2 separate regions of the Rattus norvegicus genome follow, and region 2 is linked to region 1. Evidence: chromatin contacts called from public Hi-C data. All regions are on one chromosome and are shown on one strand. Each heading gives the region's core, a stretch centred on a gene start, on an enhancer-like site or on the middle of the called end of the contact. The rest is flanking DNA. Distances are from core to core; before and after follow the strand shown. Region 1 overlaps Mlxip (MLX interacting protein). Region 2 holds the start of Mlxip (MLX interacting protein).

Region 1 (7,639 bases), core at 3,388-5,887:
CTCTCTGGAGGCTGGAAACTGTTGAAGGCTACTCCTCTTCCCTGAGGTCATGCTGACTAATAGGACAGCACAGGCTTCCCTGTTCTCGACAGTTTCCACCACAGAGCAAGGCCCTTTGGTGGGGTGTTTCTTGCTAGCCTCTTTTCAATCACTTGCTAGTCAAATACCTCTGGCCGCCGGTGTTCATCTACATCAACAGAGCCATCTAGTGGGGTGACAAAGTGGCACACGGGATTCTTGCGCTTCTCCAAATCTGGGTTGGGAGAAGAGAGACATCGTAACTGTACCAAGATCCCTGGTGGAGCTCTACCCAAACTGCTACCCCCTGGGATGTTGTTTCCTTCTTCCACTGGAGAAATGTAGAGTTCTGAGGAAGAAAATCACGCAAGCCAAGGCGACGAATACCAGTAATGGATTACCCAGTAAGAAACAAAGCTGCTCATCAACACTAAGGCAGTCAGTGAGCAGGAAGAGCCTGCCCCGCCCTGCAGCCTGCGTCCTCCCGTCCTCAAGCTACCCAGGGACACCAGCTGTGCGGTGGTGTCCATGTCTTCTTAAACTGCTAGAAATAGAAACTGTTCTTTGGCTCTTCAAATGTCACCGCTTGGCTACATTCTCCCATCTCTCCTAAAAAGAGCCCATTACTCCTTAGAGCCAAGTACCCAGCATGCACTATATACTGTGGTCAGGCTCACATATGTGAGTCCTTCAAGACTCTATGCTCTGTTGGGTGACTGTGCCTGATGGTTGATGAATGCCCTGCTTCCTGGGATGTATTCTGGCTTGATTTCCCATCACACAGACTACTTAAGAAAGCTTCTACTGAAAATATATTTTAGGAGCAGGCTATAGACCCAAGATGCTCAGGCCTCCAAGACGTAGAGCTCTGATGCCACAGAACCGAGAGCCCGTGGAGCACAGCACACCCACTGCCTGGCTGGCGACTTACACTGCATATACCACGCCCTCCAGATGGCGTTGTTGAGCCGGATCTTGTCCCTCCACTGGAGCTTCAGGCCCTTGAAATTTTTCCACTTTGGAGATACTAATTTCCCACTGGAAAACAGAACAAAGAGGGAAAGTCAGTCGCTCTTCAGAAAAAGCGTTACACCCAACCATTCTAGACTGGAGAACCCTGGGTTGATCCAGGCTTCACAGAACAATCATTCTGGGATTTCTTTAGAGCACCTGGTGATGGTAGGGTGTGACAACATTCAGGCTTAGGGGACATGCTGCGGAGGGTGATCAGATATGGGGGTTTCTTGTATTCTTTGGGATCCCATATATTCAGATGCACCAGAAGAGGGCATCACATCTCATCAGATGGCTGTGAGCCACCATGTGGTTGCTGGGATTTGAACTCAGGACCTCAGTGCTCTTAACTACTGAGCCATCTCTCCAGTCCCTTAAATTAGGTTTCTTATAATTAAACATTGAAAAGATACATTGCCAGGCATATTGGCACACATCTTTAATCCCCACATTCTGGAGGTAGAGGCAGAGGACTGTGAGTTCAAGGCCAGCCTAGACTAACACAGATTAAGAAGAATGGAACTAGGCACTTTCTTCCCCAACAGGTCTTAGCCCACTTCTTTTGTTCTCAGTCACTGCTGGCCCATCTCAAGCCATCTGGGAAAGTGATTCCTCTTAGCTGCTCAGAGGCAGCTGCTGGCACAGCACCTGGGACATGAGCTGCCAAGATGGTTGTGCCACCAGGGAGCTCATGTTGCCTGTTACTAGCCTAGTCAGTGAGTGCTCTCAACTTACTGTACAAGAACTTCTTTAGATTTATTTATAAATATGTGTGGGGGGGGCATAGAGAGGTGGGGGAGGGAGGAGGGGGAGATGTGTGGGTACCATGGAGGCCAGAAGAGGGCTTTAGGTCTTCTGGAACTGGCGTTACAGGAGGTTATAAATCAGCTGATGTGTGTACTGGGAGCTGATCTTGGGTCCTCTAGCAGAGCATCAAGTGCTCCAGTCTCCAATTCTTGGAAACTTTTGAGATGGACTCTACTGTAAAGATGGCGCTAATGGGGGCTCTGACACCAGCCCTGAGATGCCGGAGCCCCTCTGCTCGGTGTCTAACACACAGCCATTACTCTCTCTACTCGGTCTCTTACGCCATCAGCTCTGGGCCAGGGCTGGCCTCTCCTAGGCTGCTCCTTTTTCTTACGGGTTGAGACAGTAAGACTCTGTCTTCAGTTCATAGAGGCACCAAAGAGCAACCATTTGATAGCATAGCTCTACCCCTCCAAACCTACTCAGAAGGCCATGTGAGTGGCAGAGATGGGCCAGTCAAGGAAGCATTTAAAGAAGCAAGACATAAGGTGAACCTGAAAGGAAGTGCAAGCAGGTAAAGAGGTGAGGTGTAAGGTGAACCGGAAGCTTGGTATGTAAGGTATGTATGGGTGCTTGGTGTCCCGGCTGAATCCCTGGCAGAACTCTTCATCTCTCCACCCACACTATCAGGGCCCAGGCTGAGGGTTGTGATGAGAATGAGGTGGCCCCAGCCATTCAAAGATAGTTCAGCCATTGAAGAGTAATTGCTACTCATCTCACAGAGGACTGTGTTCAGTTTACAGGACCCAAACATGGCAGCTTACAAGAGCCTGTAACTCCAGTTTCGGAGCAGCGGATGCCTTCTTCTGGTTTCCACAGACATCGGACGTGCACTGCACTTACAAACATGCAAGCAAACCACTCATACACATAAAATAAAATTAAGTATTTTCTGAAAAAAAGATAAAGGAAAGAGAGCTGTGTCCCACCGCTAGAAAGTGTCCCAGCACACCCTCTTAGCATCTGGGAACACAATGATAGCCACAGTCTCTGCCCCAAGGTCAGAACCTCGCAAGAGTCTCCCTGCTCCCTCCTCTTCCAATTGCCACTCCAGAGGCATGCTGACCCACCCACAGAACTCTCAGCTCCCTCTGAGATCTTAAGGCCAAGCTAAGGGGGTGGAGCCTGTCCTGCCTCGAGTCCACAGCTGTGCAACTATGTTGTAAGGGGCTGTCCTGGTGCTTCTGTTTCTGAGTACAATCACAGCAATGCCATCCCCTCCATAGTGGTTTCAATAAGGGTTAGTTGGAGGTATGTCTGTGTATGTATATGTACACACACACACACACACACACACACACACACACACGCAAACACATGCACACATGGAAAAGAGGATAACTTGTACCTACTTCAATCCCAGAACAGATGCCTGAGACTACGGAAGCAGCTGCAGGCCATGGCTTTCCATTTACTCACCGAGAAGCACTAAGCACCTACTGTGTGAGTAAAGAGCTAAGCACTGAGGAAGGATACAAATGAGACAGACACGGGCCCGTGCCATCCCAGGTGCTGACTGAGAGAGCAGCAAGGCAGGAGCTCAAACCAAAGCTGAGGCCAACAAGAGGGAAGGCACTGCCCCTGCTTGGCTTGTGACTATGATGAGGTAACAGAAATGGAGCTCATTAGGGCGGTGGGCTAGTCCAGACATGGCTACAGACAGAGCCTGTCTTCAACAAAGTCAATCCTCCTCCCCACCCTGAGCAAGGCCCTCAGCAACTTCAGGTCTGGCCAGTGTGCAGTTCTACTACACAAATGATGAAGGAACAAAGCTAAACTAAAAACCTTCCTTGTGACACGCAGGATCCCTTGGTTGTGCCACGTGCTCATCAGTACAGGGTCTGACTGAGTGCTGACTATCTCAGAGGTGGCTTCAAAAGACCTACAGAGAGCTATGTTAGACCCATGGTTCCAGGAAGAAACAGATGCTAGTGTCCCATCAGGATCTCTGAGAGTTAACCACTAGGCTAACCTAGGCCAATCATACCTCCACCGTGCACCTATGAAAAGGGGGCCAGTGTGCCATCAGCCTCTTCCTTATCAGACGACATGGCACTTGCCGGTAGGTATCATGCGCTCAGTAGCAGGTCCGGAAAAGGATATTGAGCTATAAGCAGTGTAAGTGGTCCTTGGCTCTCCCCAACTGCTTGCTCAGATATTTCTTACTCAGGATACTTACGGCAAACACAGTCAAACTTCAGCAGAAACATGTGAATTTCTAAGCTTCTGCCATCATCCATGTTTCTGCAATATCTCTACAGCCAACAAGTGGCGCTATACACACATAAAGGGACGAGTCCAAAACTGTCGGGTACACAGAGTGGATGGCTGCCAAATCCCACACCATTGCTCATCGTTAGGCCAGGGCAAAGGTCACAAAGTGATGAAGGCTGGGGAGTATGGCTCAGTGGGAGAAGTATAAATTTCTGTCAGCTTCTGTCCTAATGGGCTCTTTGGCACCTCACAGAGGGAAGAGGAGCCCTTCTTACACCACAATTCTAGTTTCCTACAAAACTAGGAAAAGCTACTTTAAAAGACTCCATAAGGAAGCTGCAGAGGCAGAAACTGTGAGGAAACACAAAAACAAGGTACCCAAAATATCTCTGATCAGGCTTCTGCTTCCCACCTGATCTACAGGAACTCACCTTTCTGATAGTCCTGCTATAAGCCTTCTTTAAAAACATAACCAGAAATACTAAGGAGAACATGTAAGATCACTTGTGCTGTACATGGAACATACACACTTCTGAACTCTGTGCTTCTTGTGCCATAGCCATGACCACAAGGAACACTTGACAGGCACTTAGCCCTGCCCCCAACAGATGAGAAGGCCGTGGCCTCGCTCTTACTCATTTTAGGGCTGCTGGCCCAGGGCTTTTAAACCCAGTTATTAAACAAATGCTTAATGTTTCTGTGAAGAAGTCTTCATACAGTCTACCCCTACCCCCCTTCCTAGAAGGAGGGTTCCTGACACAAAACAGGAAGTTCACAAGACGACAAAGGCCCCTCTTAAAATTGTGCTGGATGGAGCTAGCGAACCATGGGTTCTTCATCGGTCTGGCAGGAGACTGCTTTGGAATGAAAATTAAAGTGCGAGCCTCAGAAAGAAAGAACACGGAGGACAGGACTGACCATGGCTTCTGCTCCCTGGGGTAAATTAGACACTGATTCTTGCTCTCATTCTCTCCGAAAGGAAACCAACGGAGAGAGCACGGGCTGCTGATTACAGCTCACTGTTCAATTCAACCACCATCTCGTCACTGTTCGTGAGGCTCCCAGGAGGAGTATCCACTGGTGAAGCCCCCAGCCTGCCTCACAGGTGGGTGGAACGGGCATCGCCAATACAAAGGGAACCAGGCACAGACGGTCAGGGCCTGCTCTCCTCTCCTTTGGGGAGCAAGCTGCCCATGCTCACCCTGCTTGCCTACTGGAGAGTGGACATGGGATAACAAACAAAAGAACCCCAGCCAGTGACTCCCTCACAACTCCATCCTCAGTGTGACCAGCAATACAGTATTTTGACCATCATTTGATAGTTCCACTTATTTATTTATTTATTTATTTATTTATTTATTTATTTATTTATTTTACTAGTTTTTTTTTTTCTTTTTTTCGGAGCTGGGGACCGAACCCAGGGCCTTGCACTTGCTAGGCAAGTGCTCTACCGCTGAGCTAAATCCCCAACCCCTAGTTTTTTTTTTTTTTAAAGTCTGGGGGATTCAGTACAAGTTGAATACTTTTGATAGGAGATTTCCAGTTCCTATCTCTTCCTGTTTTCCCAAATATCAATGGGCAGGCTTTGCCAACACACATCCTGCTCTGGAGAAGTTGGGTGGTCCCAGAGGAGAAGCCCTACACAATTCGTTGACTGACTGAACACCAGGAATGAGTTACTTGCCTGTTCTGCCTGTTACCTAAGGAGAAGCTCTACCTACTGACAGGTGCCGGGCTGGGTATATTAGAGTAACCATCCGATTGAACATGTGCCTGAGACTCAAATTAGAAGAGCCTCCAATGCCAAAGGAGCCAAAGGACGCAGATATGGTGTCCAAACAGATGAGAAATCTGCGCAGTGTTCTTAATGATATGATGTCCAACTACAAGAGATAAAGCCGGGTCCTCAAACTTTACAGAAAAAGACAGTGTGTAGCAAGGGTCAGAACAAGAGTAACAGCCACAAGTCTCCAGAGCAGCATGTGGGCATTGGTGAAAGATGAGTTAAAAACTTAACTAACCTTAACTTCTTTTCCTTTTATATGTATGCTAAAACATGTTATAACATTTATAATTTTAGCTGTTTTAAAATATGTCCAGTGCCACTACTAACATTCACAATGCTGTGCAACAATCATTACGATAACGTTCCAGAACCTTCCTTGCCATCCTCAAACTCCTGCACCTGTTCAGCAGTCAGTTCCTGTCTTCGAGAGGGTTTCTATTGCTATGAGGAGACACCATGACCATGGTAACTCTTATAAAGAAAAACACTTAATTGGGGCAGGCTTACAGTTCAGAGGTTCACTCTGTTATTGTCATGGTGGCAAGCCATGGCAGCCTGCCCCAAAGCCCCAGCTCTGACCACTGCTGCACTGGGTAGTAGCTTATTTATTTGTTTATTGTTTATTTATTTATCGTTTTTTTTTTTCATTTAACTGACTGGATCCTGAGGACTCTGTCTGCATCACTAGATTAATCCACTGATAAATAGAATCTGGTGGCATTACTGAGTGGTTATGAAAATTAAGAGGAAATATCTAGGAATCAGAGAGATGGCTCAGAGGTTAGAAGCACTGGCTGCCCTTCCAGACGACCTGAGCGTGGTTCCCAGCAAACACATGGTGGCTCACAACCATCTCAGAACCTCTGGCCTAGCCTGGAGAAACACCCCAGAAAGACCTTGTCCCCAGCTTCATGTCTGTCTGCTGCTCCTTGGCCACGATAAGGTGAAATTTGCTCCATCATGTCCCTCCACCCTTCTGAAAAACTTGGACCAAAATAAATTCTTTCTCCCTTCAGGTGTCCTCTCGGGTACAATGAGACAGCAGCTAACGGCTAACAGCATTTACAAGCCAGCTGGAGACAGAGAAGAAAGGTCTCATCGCTGAATTGGCATTAAGGACAACAAAAGGCAAAACCAACTGAGCCTTCTTGACGCACAAGCTGACAACTCTCTATTCAGACTTCACACGTTCCTTTAAGCCAAGACCTCTTCTGCAGGAATTAATTCCACAAATCCGTTCACACATGGGCACAAAGCCAAAGGGGATATTACATTGTAGGAAGAGGTTAGAAATGAAGTACATGTTCAGTAAGAGAGGTTTATTAAATTACAAGTATATCTACATAGTGAATATTCTGAGATAATCAAAAAATACATGTGTGCTGATATATAATGCTGATAAATAGGCGAAAATTTATACAAGGCATTTTTTTTCTTTTAAAGATTTGTTTATTTTATATAATTACACTGCAGCTGTCTTCAGACACACCAGAAGAGGGCATCAGATCCCATTACAGATGGTTGTGAGCCACCATGTGGTTGCTGAGAATCGAACTCAAGACCTCTGGAAGAGCAGTCAGTGCTCTTAACCACTGAGCCATCTTTCCACCAAGGCATTATTAAATAAATAAAAAAAGTAACAAGCAATGAATTATAAAACATGACTTCCTGTTTTTAAACTACACTGGGAATTGGCCCCAGGACTTTAATCTGGTGCAATTCCATTAAACTAAACCCTGGCTCCATTTGTTTTTGGTTTCTAGGAATTATTTATGTGTATATTTGTATGTCTGTGTGTGT
Region 2 (7,770 bases), core at 1,715-4,214, 42 kb after region 1:
GTGACCCCACGGAGCTGGAAAGTGACCCCAAAGAGCTTACAAGCTTCTTGTGCCAAACCAGTGGTGCTTTTTGCAATCAAGAAAATTAACTCAGAAAAGGTCGGGTGCCAGAATGGTGGGATTATTTGGTTGGTGTTATTCAATAATCCTTTAGGTTATCCAAATAGAGCACAAAGGGAGACTGGCTTATTTTTCCTTTAGCAGAGCTTACTAAGTGAGACCTTTCTAGCCCAAGCCTCCAATGGCTCAAACAGCTGTCTCTCCCTATACATGCAGAAGTTTATATTAAAAAAAATTTTTTTTTAAGAAAGAGGATTAAGTTCTCTTAATAAAAACACATTCCTGATTTCATTTGAAGAGCATTTCTCAGAGAATCGTTTAGGCTGTAATCTAAATGAGTCCGATCGCTTCGCTGTCACCTGTCTGTTTAAAACCAGAGTATCTTCACAGGCTCAGGGCCAGCTCAACCTGGCAAGATCTAAGAATCAGAGCAGAGCCTGACCAAAAGGCCACGCAAAGGTGACAGAAGGAAGGGCTATGCTGCAGGAATGAGCCATCAGGGAGACCTCCACCAGAGGATATGGGGGTGAGGGAGCATTCCAGAAACATAACAAAGGGACAAGTTGACTAATCTCTTATTCCAGAGAGGGAAAATGCCATCCAGAGCCAACCACCTAGTATTTTAACTTCAGGCAATTGAGTAATGCTTTTAATTTGGATGGTCGGGGCTTTTTATCCACCTCCCTGAGAGAGAGGCGGGGGTGAGGGGGCAGGAGGGTCACTTGAAACCATGAATTTAAGACCAACCTCCTGGATAACAGCATGACCAGTCTCAAATAATAATTAATAATAATAATAATAATAATAATAACAACAACAACCACCATAAAGTGTGGCACTTAGGAATGAAAACGGCGCACTTAAACCTACTATTCTGCAGGCTAAGTTTAAAAATTAATTAAAAGCAAAACCAAAACAGGGCTGGCCATGGGAGTACCAGTAATCCCAACCCTTGAGAAGCTAAAGCAGGAGGATTACTGCAAGGTTGAGGCCAGTCTAGGTTATCCAGTGAGCTCCCAGAGACATAGGTATCAAGGGAACACAAAAAGACCTAGGGATATTCCTTCTCTTCTTGCCATGGTCTCTGGAGTCACCTGGGAAACTTTTTCTTTGTACCAGCTGTGCAGGACTCACAAAGCCAAAGCTAACACAGTTACTAAAGCAAGAAGCCTAACCAGCAAGGATCCTACTTGAAGCTACTACCCAGCTGCCCTGTTCTAGCCACTAGCAGTTCAGAGGAGGTCTGTTGCTGAAGCAGAAAAACTGCCTAAAATGCACAAGTAGCAGACACATCGGCGAAGAATGAGAGGGTAGAAAGGTTAGCCCTCCAGGGAGAGGCATTTCTGCGACTTTCACAAAAAGGTCTCTGTCCAAAGCTGAATCCCCTTTTTCAGAACAGTGCCTGGGATGTCAGCCCTACAAACTGACACCTCACACATACGCTTTAGGGCCAGCCAGAAAACCTTCTAGTCAGACTTGGGCGTGAGAGGCATATGTTTGTGATCACAGAACTTGAGAAGTGGTGGCAGGACAGTCAGGGGGAGTTCAAAGCCAGCCAGCATCTGCTACAAAAGCAAGTTTGAGAGGAGCCTTGTCCACATAAGACCCTGGCTCAAAAAGAAAACAAACAAGCAAAACAAAGACAAAAACAAATTCCAATTTCCAAGGAAAACAGACTCCACAAGTCGTCCTACGTGCAACAAGGGTCCTGCCTCAGAACGTCTCTGTAAATGAAATGTGAGAGAACCCCAGACTCCAGATGCATGGACAATGAGGAAAAGTAACATTTAAGGAGCGCCCAATAAACACTCCACCTTTATCTTAATCCTTCCCTGGAGCAGCCCCCTGGAGGTCAACACTACTGTCACCCCCCCCTTTATAGACAAGGAAACAGGCTCCAAGGCGTTACACAATCTTTAAGATAGTGCAGCCAGCGCCCTAGCCACCCTGGACAGGTGATCTTAACCGTTGGGTGTTGCAGGAAAACACACAAAAGCAGTAGAAAGGAAGGGATCCACAGAGCCAAAAGAAAAAAAGAAAAGAAAAGAAAAGAAAAAACCAACAACAAACATGCAGCCTGTAGCTACACCTAACTCTTGTCCAAAACCGGTGACCACGGGCACTGGAGAAGGGGAGGGCCTGGATGGGGGAACACGAAGCCGGAAGAACCCAGGAACGGCTGACAGGGCTACAGGCCGGAACCCTGGCGCCTCTCTCAACGGTGGAGACCCCAGACTCACAAATCCTCCTAGAAGCAGCACCCAGAGAAACGGCGTGAAGCCAAAGAGACAAGCTGGGATTTTTTTGTTAAGGAGAGACCGGAGTGAAGATGGGGCTCGGCCAGGTCTGGGAGGGAGTGGGGTGGGGGCGTCACCGCGTCCCTACCTGTAGGCCAGGGTCATGCACTCAAAGAGCTTGGTGAGCGAAGCATCGATGGACAAGTGGCAGGAGCTGGTCTTGCCGAAGCTATAGGTCTGGCACGTCTGCTTGTTGACCGTGTCGAAATCATAGCCCTTCTTGGGCGGGTGCTCGCGGTGCGGAGAGGACACCATGAAGTGGCCGCTGTGAATGATCTGCTGTCGGCGCGGAGGTTCCTCGCGGCCCGGCCCGGCTCGAGGCGGCAGCGGCGCGGCGCTCGCGTGGGCCCGGGCTGAAGTGGCCACGCCGGAGGGGGGCGGCGGAGACGGCTCGTCTGTGTCCGAGTCGTCGTCGTCCTCGGGCACCTGAGGCTTGAGCAGCACCGAGCGACCCCGACTGCGGGGCCGACGCGGCGAACACATGAAAACGTCGGCAGCCATGAGGAGAACCTGGTCCGGGGCATCCCCCGGGAGCCGGGACGACGTAGAGAGCAGAGAAGCACAGAAGACTGAAGGGCCGGCGGCCCGGCCCGGCCCTCGCGCAGACTGCCCGGGAACGCGCGGCCTGAGGGGGAGGGCGCCGGCCTCCTCGTGATGTCACAGCTCGTCTTAGCCAATCGGATGCTCGCCTCTACCTCTTAAAGGCGCAGGGCAAACTTTCCTTCTCTGGGCGGACAAAAAAAAAAAAAAAAAAAACAGCCGGAGGCCACGCCTCCATGCCGGGCCCCTGGGTGTCCTCTTTCCCCTCCGGCTGGCCCGGGAGCTGAGGGACAAGAAAGCCAGGCCGCGCCTCTCAAAGAGCCAGGGCTCGGGGCGGCATTGGCTGTCGGTTCCACTAGTCTGGCCCCAGCCCCTGCCCCGCCTCCGCCACGCCTGGGAAAAGCCCTGCGGCCTCACTTCGGGCGAGGAGGGCACTCCACGTGGTGGGTAGGGGTGGGGCTCCTTCCCCCCTCTGGCCAGCTTTCTCCCTCCATACCCGGAACTGAGTCCTCAAAAGCCTTCCTGATTTTGTAGGGCGCTAAGACTACCGTCCCCATTTTGTTGATGCGAAGATCGAGTTACCTAAACTCTAAGGGATGTTCCTAAGGTTCCAACAAGACCCAAGAGTACGGCTCATGGAGTCCTCACATCCTTAGGAGCAGAAACTGGCTCTCCCGTGTTAAGGCATGTCCCCTGGGCATCACCGCTCTGAAAGGGTAGTAGAGCTCTGCAGGAGCCTAGCTGTCTGCCTCCAGACCCAGCAACTTCAGCTACAAATCAAAATACTGTCGCTATTGTTTTGAAGTTTGGCCCAGAAGCCAAATTCCAAAAGGGGAAGTTCGGAGCCTAGTTTTCTTTACTGCAATTCCTATGCCCCAGAAAGTTGTATCAACCTAAAAATAGCAATGAACCAGTCATGGTAACGCATGCGCATGCCTGCAATCCTAACGGGAGGGAAACAGAGGCGGGAGGATCATTAAGTTCCCCCCAAATTCTAGGTTAGCTTTGGACTGCATGAGACCCTGTCTCAAAAAAAATTTTTATTTATTTATTTATTTATTTATTTAAAGAAATCTAGTGAGATAATTCAGCAGGTAAATAAAAGCACTTGCTGCCAAGCCTGACTTTGTTCCAACCCTGGAGACCTACATGATAGAAGAGGACTCCCAACAACTTGTCCTCTGACCGCCCCCGCCCCCTACTGTGGTATCTGTGCTCCCCACAATAAATAAATGTTAAAAATAAATAAATAAAAGATTTTGTTTGTAGACAGAATCTCGATAGGTAGTCCTTACGTGGACGAGGCTGGCCTTGAACTCTCACAAGACAGATTATAAGAGAGGAAAAAAGACCAGGACGTCTTCTATATGTGACAGGGAAGCTAACCCGTGAAATCTCCATGACCTAAACAAGAACTATAGTGCCAGTTGACATCCCAAGACAGAGAGGGGAAATCTCACAAGGCCCCCTCCTAAATAAAGAGTTCAGGCAACTAATGATGCTTAGAGAGGAAGAATCGTTCTCCAGGGAGAAGATAGGTTTTCCAAGCCCAAATAGTCACCCCTAAACACATACAAGCAGCGCTAAAGGGACTGAGCAGGCTATACTTATATATGCATGTGTGTGTGCCTGCATGTTTAAAACAATAATTAAAGAAGAGGTCACATTTCAAAGGGAGTGAGAAGACCAGAGAGGGTGGAGTGGGGTGGAAATGATGTAATTACAGTATGTAATTATATTTAAAAGTGGGGAGAAAAACACCTGAAAATATAGCAGGGGTTATGGCTGGCCTAGGTAGTTTCCTAACTACGGGGAGCAGTCAGGAAACAGTGCAAGACTGGTCTAGGTGCCAGGTGTATGGCGGCACTTGCCTTTAATTCTAGCAGTTGGGAGGCAGAGGCAAGAAGATCTCTATGAATTCAAGGCCAGCCTGGTCTACACAGTGAGTTCTAGGACAGCCAGAGTTATGTAATGAGACCATGTCTCAAAAGATACATGCATAAATGATGTTTTCTGTTTTGCCCGGGTCTCTCAGGCTTTCTTTAGCCATGATAAACCAAAAGCGACTTGGGGAGGAAAGGGTTTATTTCAACTTATACTTTCATAGTACTGTCCATTACTGAAGAAAATCAGGGTAAGGCAGGAACCTGGATGCAGAAGCTGATGCAGAGGCCATGGAGGAGTTCTGATTACTGGATTGCTGTCTCATGGCTTGGTCAGCTTGCTTTCTTACTACACCGAGAAACACCAGCCCAGAGGTAACACTGCCCACAGTGAGCTGGGCCGTCTAACATCAATTATCAATCAAGAAAATGCACCATGGGGGCTTGAGATGGCTCAGAAGTTAAAAGCACTGACTGCTCTTCCAGAGGTGCTCGAGTTCAGTTCCCAGCAACCACCTGGTGGCTCACAACCACCTGTAATGGGATTCGATGCCCTCTTCTGGTGTGTCTGAAGACAGCGACAGTGCGCTCACATACATGAAATAAATAAATAAATCTTTAAAAAAGAAGAAAGAAAGAAAGAAAAATTCACCACGGACCAATCTAATGGGAACATTTTTACAGATGAGGTCCCTGCTCCCAAAATGACTCTAGCGTGTGTCAAGTTGACGTAGCCTGTATAACCAGGCTAATCTTGGCCACAGATGACGCCCCTGCCTCTGCTGTCCTACGTAGGAAGGGGACTACCTACGTCAGCCATGTTTGTTGACTTGCTTGTTTTACATTTCTAAAAATAATTTCATCTATAAATCCATATGCACCCGTCCTCACTCACATAAAGACACACGCGTAGGAAAGAGATAGTGATAAGGCTTCAAAGAAAAGGTTCTCCTAAGGATGTGTGTACATCTGATGTTACATCATTATGGGTACTTACAAACTGCTTTTGGAAAAAAAAAGTATTTGTAGAGGGTGGTTCTGATGCTTTGATTTAATCAGAAATCCGTGTTTACTGACGCTGAAGGTCCTGGCCCGCAATTGGTTTTTGATCTGTCAATAACACTGCCAGTAGCCAATGGCTGAGCATGGGGCGGGACACTGAGCTTTGCGCAGGTTGGACATAGTGAGAATCAGGGTCTGGGAGAGAGGAGAAGGGGTGGGATAAAAAGCCAACAGACACGTGAGATTGTGGGTAAGGGCCACTTCCCTGACTGGGCCTGGGGTCGCAGGGGAAGTTTTAGGAGTGTCCAGTCATCGAGTTAGCCAAGGCATTTTAAAAAATAATGGTGTGTGTGTGTGTGTGTGTGTGTGTGTGTGTGTGTGTGTGTGTGTGTGTGTTTATTCACAGATCTGAGTGGGTGTGCAGATGGGACTGGCCAAGAACGCAAAGTGGACAGGCAAGTATTGACTTCTCACTTTGGCCCACGAGAGAACTAAAAACAAAACAAATGCGTAGCATATCTGCCTCCCTTTCAGGTCTGCTTGAATCTGCAGGGGCCTGTCAATAACATAAGGAGTGTCTGCCTACATACCTTAACTGTCTCGCCTCTCTTCGAAGCTACAGAGACCAAATAAGTCATTTTCCTAAATGCTTTTGATCCAATCAACTTGGGCTCATGACAAAGCTTCCAATGACAGTATCTTTTTTTTTTTTTTTTTTTTGCCCGGGAGCTGAGGATGAACCCAGGGTCTTGCGCTTGCTAGGCAAATGCTCTACCACTGAGCTAAATCCCCATCCCCCCCAATGACAGTATCTTTCCCTGTGCCCACCCAACCCACTCTGTAAGAATGCAGTAGCCTATGATGGTGAGGCTACACCCGTGATCAGCTCTTTGAATTGGTCCGCACTGGTGATGGCAGTTGTAACATCCTTTTCATATTGAGACAGGAGGCAGAGCATAGTGTTGGGACTCCCAGAGCCCTGCTTTTACGTTAAAGCTCCAGTGGAAACATCGTTTATACCTCAGAGCACTGGAAACAACCCAATGTCTAGCGGGAGGGAACTTTTGGAGAATGTCTTCATTACTTATGTAATGGAGCACCACACAGCAAATGTTACAAAAGTCTATTTGTGGGTAAGGAATGCTCGTCTTAGCCACCTTTATAAGCCCCACGCTCCGGAAGTGGAGGTGAGAGGATCACAGGCAGCTACACATTGAGTTCTAAACCTGCCTGAGTTACATGAGACCCTGTCAAAAGTTGGGGGACAGGGGAAGAAAGAACAAGAGAAAGAAATTAGAAGGTAAAGGCACTTGCCCAATAAATCTGACGAACTGTTTGACCTCCAGATCTCACATAAAGGTGGAAAGAAAAAAATGACTCCATAGAGTTCTGCTCTGACTTCCACATGCACACTGTGACACGCATGCCTGACCTTATATATGCAAGCACTAATAATAAATAAAAAAGTACTGTTTTTGTTTAGTTTGTTAGTTTGTAACATAATCACATTATGTAGCCCCAACTGGCCTAAAACTCACTATTTTTTTTAAAGAAAAATTTATTTATTTTATGTATATGAGTACACTGTTAACACATCAGAAGAGGGCATCAGGGGGTTGGAGATTTAGCTCAGTGGTAGAGCACTTGCCTAGCAAGCGCAAGGCCCTGGGTTCGGTCCCCAGCTCCGAAAAAAAAACAAGTCCGTCGCTTGTCAGTTTGATATATGACACGTCATTTTTAAACCATAACCTTCCTGCCAGGCAGTGGTGACACACGCCTTTAATCCCAGCACTTGGGAGGCAGAGGCAAATGGATCTCTGAGTTGGAGGGCAGCCTGGTCTGTAGATCAAGTTCCAGGACAGCTAGGGCTCCACAGAGAAACCCCATCTCAAAACAAAACAAAACAAAAAACAAACAAGTTAAATGTTTTCTTATTCCAAAAGGCATGAACAAGAGCACAGTTACAATCATATCAAAGCAAAGCCTAA

Evidence for each region. A called contact is a pair of places that touch in the nucleus more often than the background predicts.
Region 2: a Hi-C map of Schwann cells shows a contact between it and region 1, with 4 times the contacts expected there. The contact joins the promoter of Mlxip here to the enhancer-like site in region 1. A contact is called at or near these places in 10 of 12 Hi-C or Micro-C datasets (the A7r5 cell line, Schwann cells, frontal cortex and 5 more) and 1 of 1 datasets of contacts at active chromatin or transcription factors (oligodendrocytes).

What each region holds. Positions count from the first base shown.
Region 1 is chr12:38,806,739-38,814,377 of GRCr8, forward strand. Mlxip (MLX interacting protein) reads right to left here. Exons shown (of 17, transcript NM_001427251.1): 2 at 950-1,056; 3 at 168-253. Among named protein-coding and RNA genes, the nearest start is that of Mlxip, 43 kb to the right of the region's middle. Within about 2 kb of position 4,638, at least 26 of the 93 cell types and tissues checked have an H3K27ac peak or open chromatin away from gene starts, as enhancers often do. A contact at or near this core is called in Schwann cells, where this site is marked.
Region 2 is chr12:38,850,095-38,857,864 of GRCr8, forward strand. It overlaps Mlxip (MLX interacting protein), which reads right to left and starts at 2,965. Exons shown (of 17, transcript NM_001427251.1): 1 at 2,446-2,965. The coding sequence starts at 2,858.